4 separate regions of the Sus scrofa genome follow, and regions 1, 2 and 3 are each linked to region 4. Evidence: chromatin contacts called from public HiChIP or PLAC-seq and promoter capture Hi-C data. All regions are on one chromosome and are shown on one strand. The core of a region is the stretch at or near the end of the contact, and the rest is flanking DNA. Distances in the headings are between cores, read along the strand shown. Region 1 overlaps EEPD1 (endonuclease/exonuclease/phosphatase family domain-containing protein 1). Region 2 has its middle 110 kb from the start of EEPD1. Region 3 has its middle 75 kb from the start of EEPD1. Region 4 holds the start of EEPD1 (endonuclease/exonuclease/phosphatase family domain-containing protein 1).

The links. Promoter capture Hi-C pulls out the DNA fragments that hold promoters and counts their contacts. HiChIP or PLAC-seq counts read pairs in DNA pulled down with a chosen protein or histone mark.
Region 1: a contact with region 4 is called in an H3K27ac HiChIP or PLAC-seq map of skeletal muscle. The contact joins the enhancer-like site here to the promoter of EEPD1 in region 4. A contact is called at or near these places in 3 of 5 promoter capture datasets (fetal liver, liver and skeletal muscle), 25 of 47 Hi-C or Micro-C datasets (adipose tissue, alveolar macrophages, blood and 13 more) and 2 of 2 datasets of contacts at active chromatin or transcription factors (alveolar macrophages and skeletal muscle).
Region 2: a promoter capture Hi-C map of liver shows a contact between it and region 4, with 5 times the contacts expected there. The contact joins the enhancer-like site here to the promoter of EEPD1 in region 4. A contact is called at or near these places in 4 of 5 promoter capture datasets (fetal liver, liver and skeletal muscle), 19 of 47 Hi-C or Micro-C datasets (adipocytes, adipose tissue, alveolar macrophages and 10 more) and 2 of 2 datasets of contacts at active chromatin or transcription factors (alveolar macrophages and skeletal muscle).
Region 3: a contact with region 4 is called in an H3K27ac HiChIP or PLAC-seq map of alveolar macrophages. The contact joins the enhancer-like site here to the promoter of EEPD1 in region 4. A contact is called at or near these places in 1 of 5 promoter capture datasets (fetal skeletal muscle), 4 of 47 Hi-C or Micro-C datasets (liver, mesenchymal stem cells, skeletal muscle and 1 more) and 2 of 2 datasets of contacts at active chromatin or transcription factors (alveolar macrophages and skeletal muscle).

What each region holds. Positions count from the first base shown.
Region 1 is chr18:37,823,719-37,828,493 of Sscrofa11.1, forward strand. EEPD1 (endonuclease/exonuclease/phosphatase family domain-containing protein 1) reads right to left here. Exons shown (of 8, transcript XM_013985720.2): 7 at 1,788-1,982; 8 at 732-1,402. The coding sequence ends at 1,203. Among named protein-coding and RNA genes, the nearest start is that of KIAA0895, 110 kb to the left of the region's middle. Within about 2 kb of position 2,638, at least 20 of the 83 cell types and tissues checked have an H3K27ac peak or open chromatin away from gene starts, as enhancers often do. A contact at or near this core is called in adipose tissue, alveolar macrophages, fetal skeletal muscle and 4 more, where this site is marked.
Region 2 is chr18:38,060,451-38,064,704 of Sscrofa11.1, forward strand. No RefSeq gene overlaps it. Among named protein-coding and RNA genes, the nearest start is that of EEPD1, 110 kb to the left of the region's middle. Within about 2 kb of position 1,776, at least 15 of the 83 cell types and tissues checked have an H3K27ac peak or open chromatin away from gene starts, as enhancers often do. A contact at or near this core is called in adipose tissue, liver, retroperitoneal adipose tissue and 1 more, where this site is marked.
Region 3 is chr18:38,021,435-38,025,549 of Sscrofa11.1, forward strand. No RefSeq gene overlaps it. Among named protein-coding and RNA genes, the nearest start is that of EEPD1, 75 kb to the left of the region's middle. Within about 2 kb of position 1,932, at least 9 of the 83 cell types and tissues checked have an H3K27ac peak or open chromatin away from gene starts, as enhancers often do. A contact at or near this core is called in alveolar macrophages and subcutaneous adipose tissue, where this site is marked.
Region 4 is chr18:37,946,282-37,950,665 of Sscrofa11.1, forward strand. It overlaps EEPD1 (endonuclease/exonuclease/phosphatase family domain-containing protein 1), which reads right to left and starts at 2,574. Exons shown (of 8, transcript XM_013985720.2): 1 at 1,996-2,574; 2 at 475-1,531. The coding sequence starts at 1,352.

The DNA.
Region 1 (4,775 bases), core at 1,388-3,887, 120 kb before region 4:
TACTGACACTCACAGTGTTGGCAGCATCGGGCTGACCCGTGGACGTGGGCTCTGGACTGAGTGTGGATCCTGGCTGGACACGTACTGGTTGTGAGATCTTCGGAAGTGAAGTTCAGTTTCTTCGGCTGAGAAATGGCCATTACAATCCTGGCCTCACGGGGACCTCCGGGAGAACCTGGTCTGGGGATGGGCAGGGTGGCTGGTGGCCGTTAACACGGGCTTCACGCTCCCCCAACACCCACCCCCGAGAGGGGCTCTCCCTCCCTTGGTGCTCCCGGGCTTAGCTTCCTGGGGCTCCAGAATCAACAGCTAGTCCTCGGAATCAAGGCTGGGAAACCGGAAGGGAACAGGGGGGAGCAGGAAAGCAGGGTGGAGAGGACGTTATGATGGGATCCTCGTCCCGCACCGGGAAACCGACGCTGCGTCTGGAGGCACAAAGGATGCTTCAAGTAACAGACGGTCGGCAGAGGGGTCCGAGGATGGAGGACGGGACGGAGGGAGGAGGTGATATAAAGATCTCACTGCCGTCTCGGGGGCTCAGCGCGGTGGGACAGGCGCCTTTGCAAGGTCTCAAGGTAAGGATGTAAAATGGACATGCTCCTGGGGGGTGAGGGTGCATCGTGTTCAGGACCCGCAGCCCAGAGCCCCCCCAGAGGCATCAGAAGGGGGCACCAAACACGTACGGCAGGGGCACCCCCCCCCACACACACAAGGCTCTCACTGCAGCCACGTAGGTTCATCTCTTGTTTATTTTGTTCCAAACAAAACTAAAAATCACCACTCAAAATATCTGAGGAGCGTGCTCAAGTTAAAAGCTGTATGGAATTTGCAGCCGGAACATCGCAGACGGGTGGTCAGAAACGAGGGCTCCGGGCACTGCCGGGCAGGTCCTGCTGGCGGAGCGTCTCTCTCCGCCTTGAGCCTCCAACGGCGCTGCTGTCCAGGAGCGGGGGGGCCGCCGGGGGCACCCCGGTTGGCGGCATCGGCAGAGAGAAGATATTCCGGGTCTCCCCTGGGCTTCTGATGTGAGCATCCGGCTCCTCGAGGGCCGGACGGGCTCCTTCCTTGAGAGTCCAGAGAGGTCCACACAGGGCGCAGGCGGGCGAGGCCGGGGCTGAGGCCGGAGCTCGGGCTCTGCATCTTCACCCGGAGGGCGAGCTCCTCGCCTCCGGGGTTGCGGGTGGAAAACCGACTTGGCGTCATCATCGCTCGTGCTTAATGTTGGCCTCACTTGGCTCTAGGGTGACCCCGCTGCTGTTCCGAGGGCCCTCCTTCCTGCTGCCGTCCTTCTCCGTGTAAAACTCGGCGAGCACGGGGCAGTGTTCCGAAGCCACTCCGCCCCAGGACCAGTTGTCTGGAATCCAAGGGTTCGTGAGGCCTTCTCTCACGACAGCCCAGTGACCTGGAGGCAGAGGGGAGAGGGACCCAGAGGTCAGGCTGGGGGCTGGGAGGTCATAGGCCAGCCGGCAGCGGTGGGGTGGGCTCCCCGACAAGACCCCCCCAGCCATCCTGTCTGCCTGTGCAAACTGTCTCAGCTCAGAACGAGGTCTGTCCAGGACACACTTGCCTTCCCCCGCTGCAGATCAGTGAGTGCCTTTCATTATTTTTCACACCCTCCTTCACTCTTAAAGTGGCTCTGTTTGAATACAGCCACCTAAAAGTTAACCCCAAAAGAGGCCCACAGAGGAGGGAAATTCGCTTGTGGCTTTTATTCAGACCAAATGATCTGAAAGCATCAGTTCAGACGGGTGTCTCTTACTGGTTTCTGAACAGCACTTATGCTTTACCTGTGAAAACCTTCTTTAAGCTTTTACTGATCCAGATGTTGTCCAGCGTCTTCGAGCCTTGAGGATTCTTGGTGCTGATGTTGGTGAAGGTGTGCGCGGGGATCAGGGGGTGGAATTTCTCCTTCCTCAAGATGTCGTAGTCACTGCTGTCTGGCCCCTGGCCGAAATCCCCTAAGACGATCACATCTTTTTCTCCTGGAAGTAGAAGAAAGAAAGTCAGGAATGAATGAGGTGAAATAAACCAACACTGATCACAGCTCCTTTGAGCGGGAGGAGGACTCTCATTTGACTCCCCAAAGTTATTCTCCCAATTTTTCCAAATTCCTTGCGCAAAACCCCGCCTCTTCCCTGCAACTTTAAGGGTAGGTCAGTGACACATCTGGAGATGTGATGCAGAGATCACTGTTGTTCTGGATCATGGGTTCCAAATCTCACAGCATAGAAGGCTTAAAAGTCACACTTAGATATTTAACAAAAGCTCAACAAACACTTAAGGAGCACAGAGGAGACCTCATGGAGATGCAGGGAGAAGTCGGCCTCTACAAGTCAAGGAGAAGAAACCAACCCCGCCCACACCTTGATCATGGACCTTCCAGCCTCTGGAACTGTGAGAAAGCAAGTGTCTGTTGTCGAAGCCACCCAGTCTGTGGCATTTTGTCATGGTGGCCCGAGGAGACTCAGACAAAGTGGAAAGCTTTTCTTTTTAAAGTATTTCAACATTTCTGTCAGAGTTTGATTTACTAGAGTAAGTGAGATAGTTGTGAAGTCTTTTCCAAAGTGAGTAGATCATTCAGGAAGGCCAGATGGCCTAGCTACATTCCCTGGGATTCCCACTGACGGCCCAACTGGACCGTCACTTCCTGTCTCGAGGTTCCCTTCAGTGGAGCCAGGTTACCGCAGGGAACGGCATTCTTGTCACACCCTTCAAGGGAAGCTTTAAGGAAAGCAGTTCATAAACGAGGGCCAAATGCATCTGAGACCCTCAGCAAATCTTTTTCCTTGATGCAAATGTGCTTCAGTAATAATGGCTGGAGAAAGAAATTGAAAGGGAAATAACACAAAGCTACCAGCAGAGGGCACTCGTGCCCTGCCCGTGACCGCCTCCTCCAGGGGGCGCGAGGGACAGAAGCCTTTTCCGCAGTCACAGTGTGACCCACAGAGATGTAATCCCTCCTGCTAGATCACAGCTACCTTGGCACCCAGAGCAGGGCAAGCCCAACCAAGCTGTCTTGAGAAATCAGTGCCAACTTCCCACAGGAAAGCCAACTAGAGAATATTACTACTGACAAGTTACACGTGGCCAGGGCTCATGACCCTCTGCTGAGCCCTCGCAGGGTATCAGGCCCTGAGAGGTGGAAGGGTTTGCTCACATCCCCCAGGCAGCTCTCAAACCCAGGGCTCTTAACAAAGAGCGAGAACAGAAAAGCCCCCCATGCCTGGAGCAGAGCCTGCTGCCTGGCAGACCCTCGATCCACACGTGTGGAATAAATGGTGACAGAGAGACGAGAAAAACCTCAGATTTAAAGTGCAGGGTATTTTTGAAAAGAAAGAAGAGAAAGATGCTACATTTACTGAATATCACGGAAAACGGATATTAAGAAAGATGGAGGCAGAAGGTTCCCACGTAGAGCTTTTTTCACGGGGATGCAAGCCTATAAAGTTTGGACTGGAAAAGACAATTCCGAAACCAGGAGAGACGCTGGTGCCAAGGACCAATAAACTCAGCTCTGTGTAATGTCAGGGATGACAACACAGCTCTTTTTTTTTTCTTTGTCTTTTGTCTTCTTAGGGCCGCACCCTCGGCATATGGAGGTTCCCAGGCTAGGGGTTGAATCCGAGCTGCAGCTGCCAGCCTATGCCACAGCCACAGCCATGCCTCTGTGCCCTACACCACAGCTCATGGCAACGTCAGATTCTTAACCCAGTGAGTGAGGCCAGGGATCGAACCTGCGTCCTCATGGATGGTAGTCAGATTTGTTTCCACTGAGCCACGATGGGAACTCTGACACAACTCTTTTTGAACTGAATCATCCAGGTTTCTTACAACTCATCTTCTTCCTCTCTCTCTTTTTGTTTTACAGCACACCTGAGGCATACAGAGGTTCCTGGGCTAGGGGCCAAACTGGAGCGTCAGCTGTATGTCTACACCACAGCCACAGCAACACAGGATCTGAGCCACATCTGTGACCTACACCACAGCTCGCGGCAACACCGGATCCTTAACCCACTGAGCCAGGCCAGGGTTTGAACCTGCATCCTCACGGATACTATGTTGGGTTCTTAACCCACTGAGCCACAACGGGAACTCCAGTCTTCTTTAGAGGCCACAGATATGCATGGGCCTGAATTCTCCTAAAGGGCCGTTCACCAGGGTGGGCTCCTTAATTGTTTTCTTAGTTTCCAGAAGTGAGGGGAGAACGCGCAGGGCCGATTTCCTCAGAGCCTCTAGACGTAGGGTCTCAGGAGCTGGTCCCCAGTGGGGGCAGGTCTTCCCTGGAGGCCGAGCCCCTCTCCGCCCTGTGTCACTCCTGCTGGTTTGCAGAGCAGGCCCCACCCGGGGCTGAGTTCCAGCAGAGAATGGGGATCCGCCCCCGCCGACGTCAACGGGGTGCACATTCCAGACGAGGGCAGAAAGGCCCAGCGTCTGCTAATCGATGGCTCTGTTTGCCCTGATAGGAAGACGCCTGTGGAATAAAGACTCAGCCTTTGTTTCGGCTGAACCGCCTGCCTCTGCGCATCGATTTAGCCTCGCCGGCCTCTGGGCTGCAGCGCTTCCCGAATCCCGGCTCTGCCGCGTCGCCGGCAGCAATGAGGTCGATGTTAGTTATAAGCAGGGGGTGGCAGGGACATGAGTCACTGTCCCTACCTGGGCACGTCAAGGCCGAGTCAGATGTGGGTCAATAGTCCCCTGGCACCTCGAAACAATACCCTGCCCAGGTTTTCTGACATAAACTGGATGCCTGGCTGGCTATCAGAAAAAACAGCGAG
Region 2 (4,254 bases), core at 526-3,025, 110 kb after region 4:
ATACAGTTTATACAACATACCCATATTATAATAATTGCTAAGATATACTGAGTGCCCACCCTATGCCACTCGTCTTTTTAACGGCTCTATTGGTATTAGTGCATTTAATCCGTGTGATGGATTATAGTGTGATCCTTAAAATAAGATTGCATATGGATATTTATGACTTGACAAAATGCTCTTTTCTTATTTTTTTTTTTTTTTATTTTTTAGGGCTGCACCTGTGTAGATGGACGTTCCCAGGCTAGGGATCGAATTGGAGCTACAGCTGCCAGCCTACACCACAGCCATAGCAAAGCCAGATCTGAGCCACATCTGTGAACTACACCACAGCTCACAGCAATGCTGGATTCTTAACCCATTGAGAGAGGCCAGGGATCAAACCTTCGTCCTCATGGATACTAGTTTGGTTCATTACCACTGAGCCACAACAGGAACTCCCATGATATATTGTTGAATGAAAGAAGGGTATTACAAAATCATGTTTAAAATTTTATATTTATAGCAGCTTTATTCAAAGCTGCCCCAAACTGGAAACAACCAAGACGCCATGCAGTATGGATCAATAAACTGGGGGGTATCCAGATAATGGAATATCACTCAGCACCAAAAAGCAATAAGCTATTGAGTCATGAAATGACACAGAAAACACTTACATGCATATTTCTAGGTGACAGAAGCAACCTGAAAAGGTTACGTACTGTTTGATTCCAACTGTAGGCCATTTTGGAAAAGGAAAAACTATGAAAACAGTAAAAAGATAAACAATTGCCAGGGGAAAGGGTGGGGATGATGAAGTAAAGCCCAGAGGTCTTTAGGGCAGTGCAAATACTCTCAATGACACCGTAATGATGGATACAGGCCACCACACACTGGTCCAAACTCACAGAATGTCTTAAACCCAGAGTGGATGTAATGTCAGCAAACCAGGGACTTTGGGGGATAACAATGTGTCGATATAAATTCATCACTTGTGGAGTTCCCGTCGTGGCTCAGTGGTTAACGAATCCAACTAGGAACCATGAGGTGGCGGGTTCGATCCCTGGCCTTGCTGAGTGGGTTAAGGATCCAGCGTTGCCATAAGCTGTGGTGTAGGTTGCAGACGCGGCTCGGATCCCGCGTTGCTGTGGCTCTGGCGTAGGCCGGCAGCTATGGCTCCAATTAGACCCCTAGCCTGGGAACCTCCATAAGCCACGGAAGCGGCCCTAGAAAAGGCAAAAAGACCAAAAAAAAAAAAAAAAAATTCATCACTTGTAACAAATGTCACACTCTGGTGCTAGAGGCTGAGCACAGGGGAGGCTGCACATGTGTTACGGGTACAGGGTGTGTGGGAAATCTGTATCTTCCCTTCAATTTTGCCATGAACCATAAATTGCTCTGAAAAAAAAAAAAAAGTATTTTAAAAAAACCCTACATAGTAGAAGTAAACTGACAGTAGTTAGGTCTGAAAATGGAATTACTGGCTTTCTTTTCTTCTTTGTAACTTCCATAATAACAATCACATATTTCTTCCTTAAAAACTTAGGTCAAGATAAACACAAAGTCAAGGCATTAGATGACCTGAGGACCTGAGGGCCAGAGCAGCCCCAGCCCTCCGCGAAAGGCAGGGTCACATGAACAAATTGGAGAGTGAGCCCAGCTGGCACCACAGCCAGGGAGCCAATGACCCTGGGGCTGACCACATGGGCCCTCAGCAAAATGACCCAACCAGGGCCCCTCTCTGCTGCGGGCTCGGCCCACTGCCCCACTGCTCAGAAGCCCTGCTGCTGCAAGGTCCTGGCACTGGATCACGGGAGGAATCCAGTCACTCTGGCCAGCACTAAAAACAGAGTTCAGGGCCTGACACTCTCCGGATCAAGATCTAAGGTCTTATTCCAGCTGAAAGAGGCCTTCACTGTCTGGCTCCTGCTGACTTCTTGGACTCCGTTTTCCACGGCTCTCCACCCCAGAACTTCACTCCAGAAAGGCCATTTTCTCCCAACTTTCCCGTCAACTTCGTGCACTTTCCTCCCCCTACAGATTTTCCAAATTTTTTTCCAACTGCTCTGCTCCAAAAATATCCTTTCTTTAAAAAAAAAAAAAATTGTTTTAATATTTTGGCCAAGCCTGTGGCATCAGAAGTTCCCAGCCCAAATCCATGCCACAGCGTGACAATGCCAGATCCTTAACCACTAGGCCACCAAGGAACTCCCAAAATATCCCTTGTTTCAAATCTATGGATGATGCTGACGAAACATTATGTTGATGCGACTGCTTTAAACCTAGGGGTGATTGCAATAGTAGTAAAAGCTACTATGTATTTAGCAGTTACTACGCCTTCTTTCAATACATGGAATCGCGTTTAATCTTTGGAGCTCATTTGTGGGCAGGTACCAGTGTCCTTCCTTACAGGTAAGTTATCAAAGACTCAATGCAGTGAAGTAACTTTTCCAAGGACCCGTCATTAATAAATGGTGGAAATAAACCTCAATCCCAGGACGGTCTGTGCAACTCAAAAGAGCACTTCCCCATCCATGCCCTTGTTTGATCCTCTCCAAATCTGTGGGAATGGCTGGGCAGGTAAGGTCATCCCCATTCTACAGATGAGGTCATGGGGGGTTGGGTCTAAGAATGCAGGGCTCCCCAAACCGCCTTGGTGCAGAAAACACTGATGATGCTGATGGCCTAGTCATGGCTGCCTTAATCTGAATTCAGACCAACCTCTCTAAAGTATAGCTCTTCATTCATCAGCGCCCGGGAGAAGCACTCATGGAAAAGTCACCCTCCGGATGGAACGTCAGGTATTCGTGCTCCGTGTGAATAGGTAAAACAGTCTTGTGAAAAAGCACTGCCAATCAGACAGGATCAGACAAGGGATTTGAAGTTAAATGTAAAGAGAAATGAGCAATCGTTCTACTTTTTCTAAAAAATACAAACAAAGAAGCAAAACCCAGTCAGGTCCTAAGAATGGGGAATAGAAGTCTCCCCATTGCAAAGATGTGCCCTTTGACCCCTGTTATTTGGCACTAAAACCACATCCGCGCTGCGCAAGGAGCCCTGTGTTCCCGAGCGGATATGCTGATTGGCCCGGGAACTGTGATTACGTTCAGGTCTAAATAGCTCGTCCCCCATCCTGCTGCTCAGGACCATAAAAAATATCTGATCTATTTCTTCCTTACAAAACATTTCTTGGCCATGAATTTGTTGGCTCAGCCCGGTAGTTTACCTCTTCCCTACATTTCTGTACAAATATGTTTGGTTCATTGTTTACTTAGACGTGGCAACTTTGAGTCATTGTCCCAGGGGAGGCATCGGGTGGCCCAGGAGTGGAACAAATGTTTAGGAAACCCTCAGCCCATGACTCGTGCTATTTCACCTGTCCCTAGAACTGGAGTCTCAGCACACTCCGAGGGGCCCTGGGCTCCGCCAGGCCTCCGTGGCCAGCTCGACAGAGAGGAAGAGGGATTCAAGGTTATTTAAGGTTATGAACCCAACTGGAGGAGCTGCATTGAAAAGATCGCTGGAAGTAGTTTCTTACATATACACTAATTCCTGAATTTCTTTCCTTAGAGGATGCGGCATTCGTAGGAGATGGCATTTATGAAAGAGTATATGCCTGAGCCTTGTGGGTTTCCGTTTGTTTTCATACATGAGTGTCCACTGAATTCAAGAATCAACACCTTCCTGCATAGGTGCTCGGGACAGCAGGGGAGTGAATTTAGTTCACACATGTTATCTCATGCTCCTTAAAACAATTCATGCCTTAAACATGTGTGAATTGAGCTGTATTTTAAAAGGCACCTGTTCAGTAGACACAGACTGTTACAGAGAACAGGTCTAAAGTCGACTTGAATCTTTTCTCTGTTTGGAAATTTGTGAAGTGTTTTTTCCCTCCCTGTTATCCTTATTATTCTGGGTTTTGCCAGGGTTTGCCCAGGTATGGGCCTCTCTCCCGAGTTTGTTCTGCATGTGGGAGGTGAGCTCTTTACATTTAGACAGTCTCTCGGCAGCTCAGGGAAATACCTGATGCCAGGTCACTGATCCCCAAACTCACCAACACTGATAAGCTGAACATGCCCAGAAATAAACCCGTGCACCCATGGTCAATTAATCTGTGACAAAGGAGGCAAGAACATGCAGTGGAAAAAAGACAGTCCCTTCAACAAGTGGTGCTGGGAGAATTGGACAGCTACATGGAAAAGAATGAAATTAGAACAACTCTCTAACACCATACACAAAAATAAACTCAAAATAGGTTAAAGACCTAAATATAAG
Region 3 (4,115 bases), core at 682-3,181, 75 kb after region 4:
CAGTAACGAACCCGACTAGTACCCATGAGGATGCGGCTCGGATCCTGCGTTGCCATGGTGTAGGCTGGCAGCTGCAGCTCTGATTCAACCCCCAGCCTGGGAACTTCTGTATGCCAGAGGTGTGGCCCTAAAAAGCAACAAATAAAAATAAAAGGGAGGCAAGGAGAATGTGATGATGGGGAGAGGGTGAGAAGCCAAAAGGGGAAACAGGAAGGTCTGCAGTTGAGGTTTGTGGGTCCCCTCTCTCGGGGCCACCTGCTCCAGGTTCTCCCTGACAATCTAGGCTTTTTCGGGCTGGGCGCATCTTCTAGGTCAGCTCCAGCCCCAAGTATAGACCCAGGTCCTTCATTCTCTCAAACACAACTGACCCAAGACATTTGTGTTCAGCAAATTGACTGAAGCTACAGAGTGACAGAAGAGGATTACGATGCAGCCCAGGAGAACATAGAAACGACGGTGGGGGTCCACCCAGGGGCTTTATAGACCACCAGCTGTGTCGAACCGCAAGGGGGCCCCCTACCGTCGAGGTCTCCCTGGCCGCAGCCTGCAGCCCTGTTGCATGGCTTCCACCCTCAGGAGCCTTCACCCCTCCAGTGCTAATGTTTGCCACCGTCAGCTTCTGGAAGATGCTACTGTTATGTAAACAAGCCCAGCAATTTCGTAGGCTTTGAGTTGGGGTCTTGTCTCTCTTTCTGCCCTTTGGAAACCATCTGTAGATTTCCTTTATTTCTGGGTCCACAGACCTCAGGACAGCATATCTGGTCAGCAGAGTCATGCACCTCCTTCCCTAGTGCCCTTCACCGCTGCCCCAGGCCTGTGGCTCAAGCAGGCCTGAGGTCCTATGTGACCAGAGACTCAACAGGAAGCCTCCTTGTTCCAGAGCAGCTCCCTCCAGGTATTAGAAATACTGCGAGGTTTTAGAAACTGGTGTGAAAATGAATCTCTCTTTTCAACTGCCCTTGTCCTCCCTGCTGGAAGGATCTGGGGAAATGCGGAACGCTCAAAGGAGATGGCTAACTGTGCCCCTAGACTGTGACTTTTTCCTTAGCTGCCACTCAAGTACCATCCCTTACATAAATTTTGTGCCTCATTTAGGGTTGTGAAAGCAGCACAGGGATTTAAGAATTAAATATGATTAGGGCAAAAAAGCGGGCAAGAAAGAAGATCATAAATATTTATACTAAATAAATACCTTACAAATATAAACATACACACACACACACGCACACACACATGCATGGCCAAGCTGAAATTCTAAACTGTCATTGAGGAGTTCCCATTGTGGCTCAGGGGTTAACGAACCCGACTAGCATCCATGAGGACGAAGGTTCGATCCCTAGCCTCGCTCAGTGGGTTAAGGATCTGGTGTTGCCATGAGCTGTAGTATAGGTCGCAGGTGCGGCTCAGATCCTGCATTGCTGTGGCTGTGACATAGGCCAGCAGCTATAACTCTGATTCCACCCTTAGCCTGGTAACTTCGATATGCTGCAGGTGTAGCCCTAAAAAGACTAAATAAATAAATAAGTAAAATAAAATGAAATAAATAAATAAACTTTCATTGGCTGATATCAGCAACTGGGACAGGCTGGGGTTGCCTAGAAATGCAAGGAGGGGAGGAGCCTGAGCTGGTGCTGTGGGAAGGCACGGCCAGCGAAAGGTTATAATAGACTCTTGGATGCCCTTGGAAGAAGGCCGGTCTGCCTATCTCACTCCAACCCGAATTCAGCCCCAAACAGCATGTGCTCCACGGCTCTGGGGTGAGCTCAAAGTTCGCCTTAGATGTATCTGAAAGTGGGTGTGTTGACTCGAAGCAGATGTGGCTCTGGCAGCCCAGGGCCACAGGAAAGTACGAAGTCCTGCTTGGCAGCAGTGGATGATGATCGTACAGCCTCCTTCACTGGCTCCAGGTGGCCAGGCCCATCTACTGAGAACTGTAACCCAGACGCCGGCAAGGCCTCCCTGCCCCTCCAGCTGAGGCTCTGGCCTGCCTCTGCTTTGCCTGCATCAACCAGTGCAAAGCTCAGCCCCCTCACCAATTTCTACCTATAAGAATCCACTTTCGGGAGTTCCCATCATGGCTCAGCAGCAACGAACCCGACTAGTATCCATGAGGACGTGGGTTCGATCTCTGGCCCCACACAGTAGGTTAAGGATCTGGTGTTGCCATGAGCTGAGGTGTAGGTCAAAGACACAGTTCAGATCTGGTGTTGCTGTGGCTTTGGTGTAGGCTAGAGGCTACAGCTCCAATTCGGCCCCCAGCCTGGGAACGTCCATATCCCACATTTGCGGCCCTTAAAAAAAAAAAAAATCCACTTGCACCAAGCATGGCCTGAAGGTAGCCACTTTAGTGACTATTGAAGGGGGTTAATGAGGGGGAGGGGCAAGAGCCCACCCCCACACCCTCCTAGGGGGGACAGGGACCTCTTCTGGGCCCTTTCACTTCAGTAAAAATTTTCAGCTTTGGCCTTGTTCTTGAGGCCTTCCTCTCCTTCCCAAGAGGCAGAACAAACAATTTCTTTCCAAACAGTGTAGTATTTTCTCCAAGAGGAAGTCTGAGAAATAGAACTTCTCCATCTCATTACACAATCACGGCTGGGAGATTTGACAAGGGCAAAGGTTTGTTTTTTTGTTTTTTTTGATGCCCATAGATTTGATTGATTTTACACAAAAACTGGGAAAGGAAGGAAAAGTTCATCCATCAGGAGGCTGTGAGACTCGAGTTTGGGCCACTATTGATTTAAACCTGCTGATCAGGAGCTGGTACCGGGAACATGTTTCTGCATATCCCACTCTATAGATTGCAGTTTACTCAAATTTCATGGCAGTCTAGGATAAAGGCCTGATTTTTTATTTTTTGCTTTTTAGGGCCACACCCACAGCATAAGAAAGTTCCCAGGCCAGGGGCTGAATCAGAGCTATCACTGCCGGCCTATACCACAGCCCAGCCACGTGGGATCTGAGCTGTGTCTCTGAACTACATCCCAGCTCATGGCAACACCAGATCACTGACCCACTGACTGAGGCCAGGAATCGAACCCACATCCTCATGGATACTAGTCGGATTCATTTCTGCTGTGCCACAATGGGAACTCCTGATTTTTTTTTAACTCAATGAATTTTATTACATTCATAGTTGTACAATCGTCATCACAGCCAACATTTCCATCCCAAACCCCAGCCCATCCCTTCCCCAAGGCCTGCTTTCCTGACATGAAATTCAGAGATGCCAGAATACTCTCTCGTTTGAACACAGTCACTTCGTCACTACTTGCTGTTTTGCCTTCGTCTTTGACGATATAGAGTCTCCCCAGGAATTAGCTCACGTCAAAATTCCTTCCAGACTGTCATATTTTTTTGTTTTGTTTTGTGGCCACACCTTCGGCATCTGGAAGTTCCCAGGCCAGGCACTGAACCCCCACCACAGCAGGGACCCGGGCCACTGCAGTGACAACACCAGATCCTTAACGTTGCAAGAGAACTCCAGACCACCATTTATGAATCTCTTTTAAATTCAAAGATTTAAAGTGTTCCCTGTCTGTGATGGGACTGAGGCCACACGGCAAGTAGTCTGTCATTTCTGACCCATCCCCAGTGCTGGCGGTAGCACCACTGACCATCGACAATCGCTCAGAATCACCTCCTCCCTCCTTCGCCAGCTCCTAGAGCTCCATGCCCCTCCCCCGTCACCTTTCCTTCCCAACTAATTAAAAGGGGAAATTTTTACCGCAACAAGAACACTGTTCCCTTCTCACACTCACCCTATTTCAAGGGTTTAGAGATGACTCATAATGTGGAAAATGCCTTTGCTGCAGGATTGGGCAGAAGGCTGAACCATTTAACAAAATATGGGACAAAAGGTTTGTTGTAGGAAGTTTTCAATTTATTCCTCACTGGGGTCATTAAAATAATACATAATATACATGAAGGGATTACAGTACTTACATGAGTTATGTGATGTCATTTCAGGAGGTGGGATTGTTATTCTCCCCCATTTTACAGATCAGGAAAACTGAGGTTTGGAAAGAATAGGCAATTTGCTTTAAGGTTACTCATCCAGGACATTTTTAGGGTCAGAAGTCCCCCCCCCAGTAATCCAGCTCCAATAAGTCCCCTTG
Region 4 (4,384 bases), core at 1,324-3,823:
AGAGGATCTTCTGCACACAAATAGGTATATTTGGTGGAAGAAATGTGACTTTGCCTCCCAAGGGAAAAAAAAATCCAACTAGCTCTTCCTCACGTGCAACACCACAATAGTTTCCAGGCTCTGAGTTCCTGATCTGGTGTTAAATCCCATGAAATCCTGTGAACTGAACATCATTCTCCAAAGCAGTAACACCAATACAACCTCCACTTACCCCAAATTTAGGAAGTGACCTCAGATATACCACGTGCAAGAAACAAACCTCAAGCCCAGACAGCTGCATGCAGAAAATTCTGGAGCAGAAAGAGAGTTCAGCCGCTCAGAATATGGCACAATATTGGCTGGAGCCTCAAGAATACTGACCAAAATCCTTCCACCCCCCCCACCCCCGCCCAAAGTCCACTCATTTGCACGCACAGATGAGGCCACGCAAGAGCTGCCTTCACACCCAACGCACTTAGTGGTTCCTGAACTTACCTGTTTTCCAGGAGCGTCATGCACACCACCTCCCGCACCCCCGGGTTGTTGGCCTTCTCCACTGAACAGCCCTGCAAGTTCCAGGTGGCCAGCCTCAGCACAGGCCGCCCGTCCCTTGTGCCCCCAAAGGCCTCCACCGAAGGCCGCGTGGAGATGATCTGCGTAGGTCCCCCTGGCGGCAGGTCCAGGTCCTCACTCTGCAAGCTCAGCGAGGTGGGGCTGGGGTGAGGCTTGGCGGTGAAGGTCAGGCCCCCGTTGGTGTGGGTGGACGGGGGCCTGGACCTCTCGGCAAACACCTGGTGCCGTATCCTGTCCAGGAAGGCGGCATTGATGCCGCCCATCCTCACCAGGTCCTCGACGCTGCGGAAGGGTCCGTGCTCCCGGCGGTAGTCCACGATGCTGATGGCCATCTTCTCCGTGAGGCCACGCACGCTCATGAGCTGAGCGGGGGTGGCTGTGTTGATGTTGACGCGCGGGGTGAGGGGCACGGAGGTGGCCAGGTGGTGAGGCTGCTGCTCGGCCAGCAGGTCCCGCCTCAGGGAGCTGGGAGAGTGCTGCGCGGAGCTGCCCTTGCTGCTCACGCAGATCTCGAACTTGACCTGCTCCAACTTGGTGGCACCCACGCCACTGACCAGCGCCAGGTCCTCCACCTTCTTGAAGCCACCAATGTACTCGCGGTACTCCACGATGCTGCGTGCCACTGCACGCGTCACCCCAGGCAGGGTCATCAGCTCCTCCTCCGTGGCGGTGTTGATGTTGAGCCGCTCCTGGTTCACCAGGATGTTGCTGAAGTTGCAGGCAGCACTGAACTTGCGGCTATGGGACAGGTCTGAGGGGTCCCGGGGGATGGAGCGGTGGCAGCCCAGCGTGCTCCCCATGGCCGGCCAGGATCAGGGGCCCAGGAAGGCCTCACCACCGCAGAACTCGCTGGCTAGAGAAGAAGCCTGGTAGACCTCACAGACGCAGAAAAAGGTAAGGTGAAGGAGTCAGGGCACGAAGTGGGCACCACAAACACTAAATCTCCATGCCCAGAGTGTTCACACTTTCACTTGGCCACCTGGAAAACAAATAAATAAAAATACAAATCGATTGACTCCGTGAATCAGTTGGCATTAGCACGCCAAACTAGAGCTGGAGTCCTTGGCCAGGAGTCCAGCGCTGACGCCTGTCCCGTGAACCACTGAAAACACACACACGAGGGGGCTGGCCCAGGAGGATTTTCCGCTGGTGAGGTCCAATTTTCATCACATTACGATCCAAACTGCTATGAACCGCTCCTCTTGGAAAGAGACCTATCCCCTTCGGCCTACACCTCTTGTCCCTGCCTCTCTCAATTCTCCCAGCCCTGGGGCGCTACGGTAGCCCCCGTTTGGGTTCTCTGGCGGATGGGAGAGCGCGCCCCGTCCCTTGCGCTGACACTCAGCACCACCAGCAACTTGGGAATTTCGCCCTCACTAGTGCGGGCAAAGAGAAGGGGTTTATCGCCCCCCATCAGACCCGCCGCGGGTCCCCGCGCCCCACCTCAGAGCCACTCCTCCGGGCTGTTCTCCTTCCACCTGCGGCTCCGAAGCCTGAGCCCAACCCGGGACAGCGCGGGGCCCCAGTTTTCAGCCCTAGTGCCCACGTGGGGGCAGGTCAGGGATGGGCCGCAGGATCTCTCCCACGCCGCTTCGGGCCACGGGTCCCAGCTCTTCCTGCTGGAGAAACTCTCAGAGTCGCTCTCCCAGAACCGGCAGGAGCTGCAGGGCTTCGCGGAGGCGGCAGCGGCGGTGAAATTCGGCTCCGCGGCAGCACCAAAGCCTATTGCTGCACCAGCGCCGCAGTTGCGTTGATCCAGGCAAAAAAGTCCTGCTCTCGCCTCGAAAGCGGGGTCCGCAAGAACCGCGTCCAGACCCCAGCACCAGAGCCACGGCTCCTGCTTGCTGTCGGTGTCAAAGCCAAAGTCCCGGCCGCGACGCCCGCGCCTCCGCAGACACCACGGCCACGCCTCCTCCCGCGCGCCAACTCCTCCCCGGGACTCGGAGGGCACGTGGGGCGGGGCCCGAACGGGAGGACCGGACCCGAGAGCGCGGAAGCCGAGAGCGCGGAGGCGGGGTCCTGGAGTGCGAGGGGTGGGGCCACGGAGCTCAGGGGTGGGGCCAGGACGAGAGGTGGAGGAATGCGAGCCTCCGGAGTGTGAGAGGCGGGGCTGTGCTGTGAGAGGGCTGGCCCGAGCGCATGCGGGCGGTGAAGGAACACGGAGGGAGGAGGCGGGGCCATGGTGGGAGGGGGCGAGCCCCTGGAGCGCGGAGGCGGGATTGAGACCCTGAAGAGGCGGGGCCGACGCCATGGCGGTTGCGGCGGGTCACCCGCAGGATGTCCTAGGGTCCAGAGCCCAGCTTGCTGCTGGGGGCCCAGAGCTGGCTGTGCTGGATAGAGGCTTTTTAGTCTCGCCCAAGGCGAGACCTGCCCGGCTGCCTTTCGGCGGGCGGCACCCAGGGGTGCAGCAGAGGCGACTGGGCTGCCAGCCCAGTTTAGTCCGCTTTGGGGCGTGGGGACCGGACCAGGGCACTTGCAGTGAGGGAGGCACGCCTGCGGCTCTGGGGCCTTGCTCAGTTCTGTCTGAGAACGTTAGAGAGAGGACTGAAGGGGATCTTTTTAAACTTCTGTCCTGCGCTTTCGGTCTCCTCTTTTACTCTGGAGTATTACCTTTGCACTGCTTACAGAGAGATGTCCTCAAACAACCCTAGTAACTCATTGTGCTACTAGGAGAGGGCGTGCACCACCCATTAGAGATGTGTTCGCTTAGGTCACGTAGTTGCTCATTTGCATGTTTAGCACTCTGAGTAAATATGGATATTTTTACATCTAGTCATTAAGGAGAGAAAACTTGCTAGTTGGAAAAGGAGGCTGCTTCCTGAACTTCAGAACAGTTTTCAAATCAAACCACTTTAAGGACAATTTGATGACAGGTTAAAGAACATGCTGCATTACAGTGGCATTACTGAGGTACTTGATTACACAAACTATGTGGTGATACCATTGCATACTTTGACCCTGGGTATTCATCTGTATTCAACCTCTGAAGTTTCATCACCAAGCAATGTGACCAATGCTTCTTTAAATTCCCCAGGCTAGGTCAGCAAAAACTAAGCCTCAAGGAAGGCAGAGGTACCTCAGATGTGAAAAGACAGCAAGCCAAGCCTTGGCAAAATGTTACTGCCTTTCTGACTGTATACTAGTCAGGATTCCTAATTGCAAGTGACAGAAATCCAATCATACTAGCTTAGACTCCCCTCCCCCCAAAAAAAGGTTCTTGTGCAGAAAAGTTAAGGAATAGATCCTACCTATGTCATCCAGCTCACATGATGTCATCAGGACCTGGTCCCTCTATTTCTTCCACTTGCTCCCCTACCCCAGCACTAGGCCACATTAAGCTACTCCTTTCCTCCTGTAACCCTTCTGTGATAAGGGGAAAAAAGAAACGTTTAATCAGGAAAATCTCTTCAGAGGAGGGAAGAATCTTTGTTGATCAGAAGGCCATGATGAGCCTTTGAGGCTGTGGATGGACAGCCTGAGGGCATTGCTAGTGGGCCAGACATAGATATAACACCTATTTTATTATCCAAACCAGAACACTTTGGAGGTTAAGAAGGACACTCTTAACTGCACTGACACAACAGGCATCCTCTGGTTTCATTCCCTATAAACCTAAATATGTGTTCCCCCTTTTAGAAATGAAGCCAAGAGGTATCTAAACTGCCATGCCCTAAAACAAACAAACATAAACCACAACAGGAAAGCTAAATTTAAAATGACTGATGATACCAAATGTTGGTGAGGATGTGGAGCAATTGACACTCTCATACATTTTCCCTGGGAGTGTGAGAAGGTACAACCACTTTGGAAATCAGTTTGGCAGTTCCTTAAA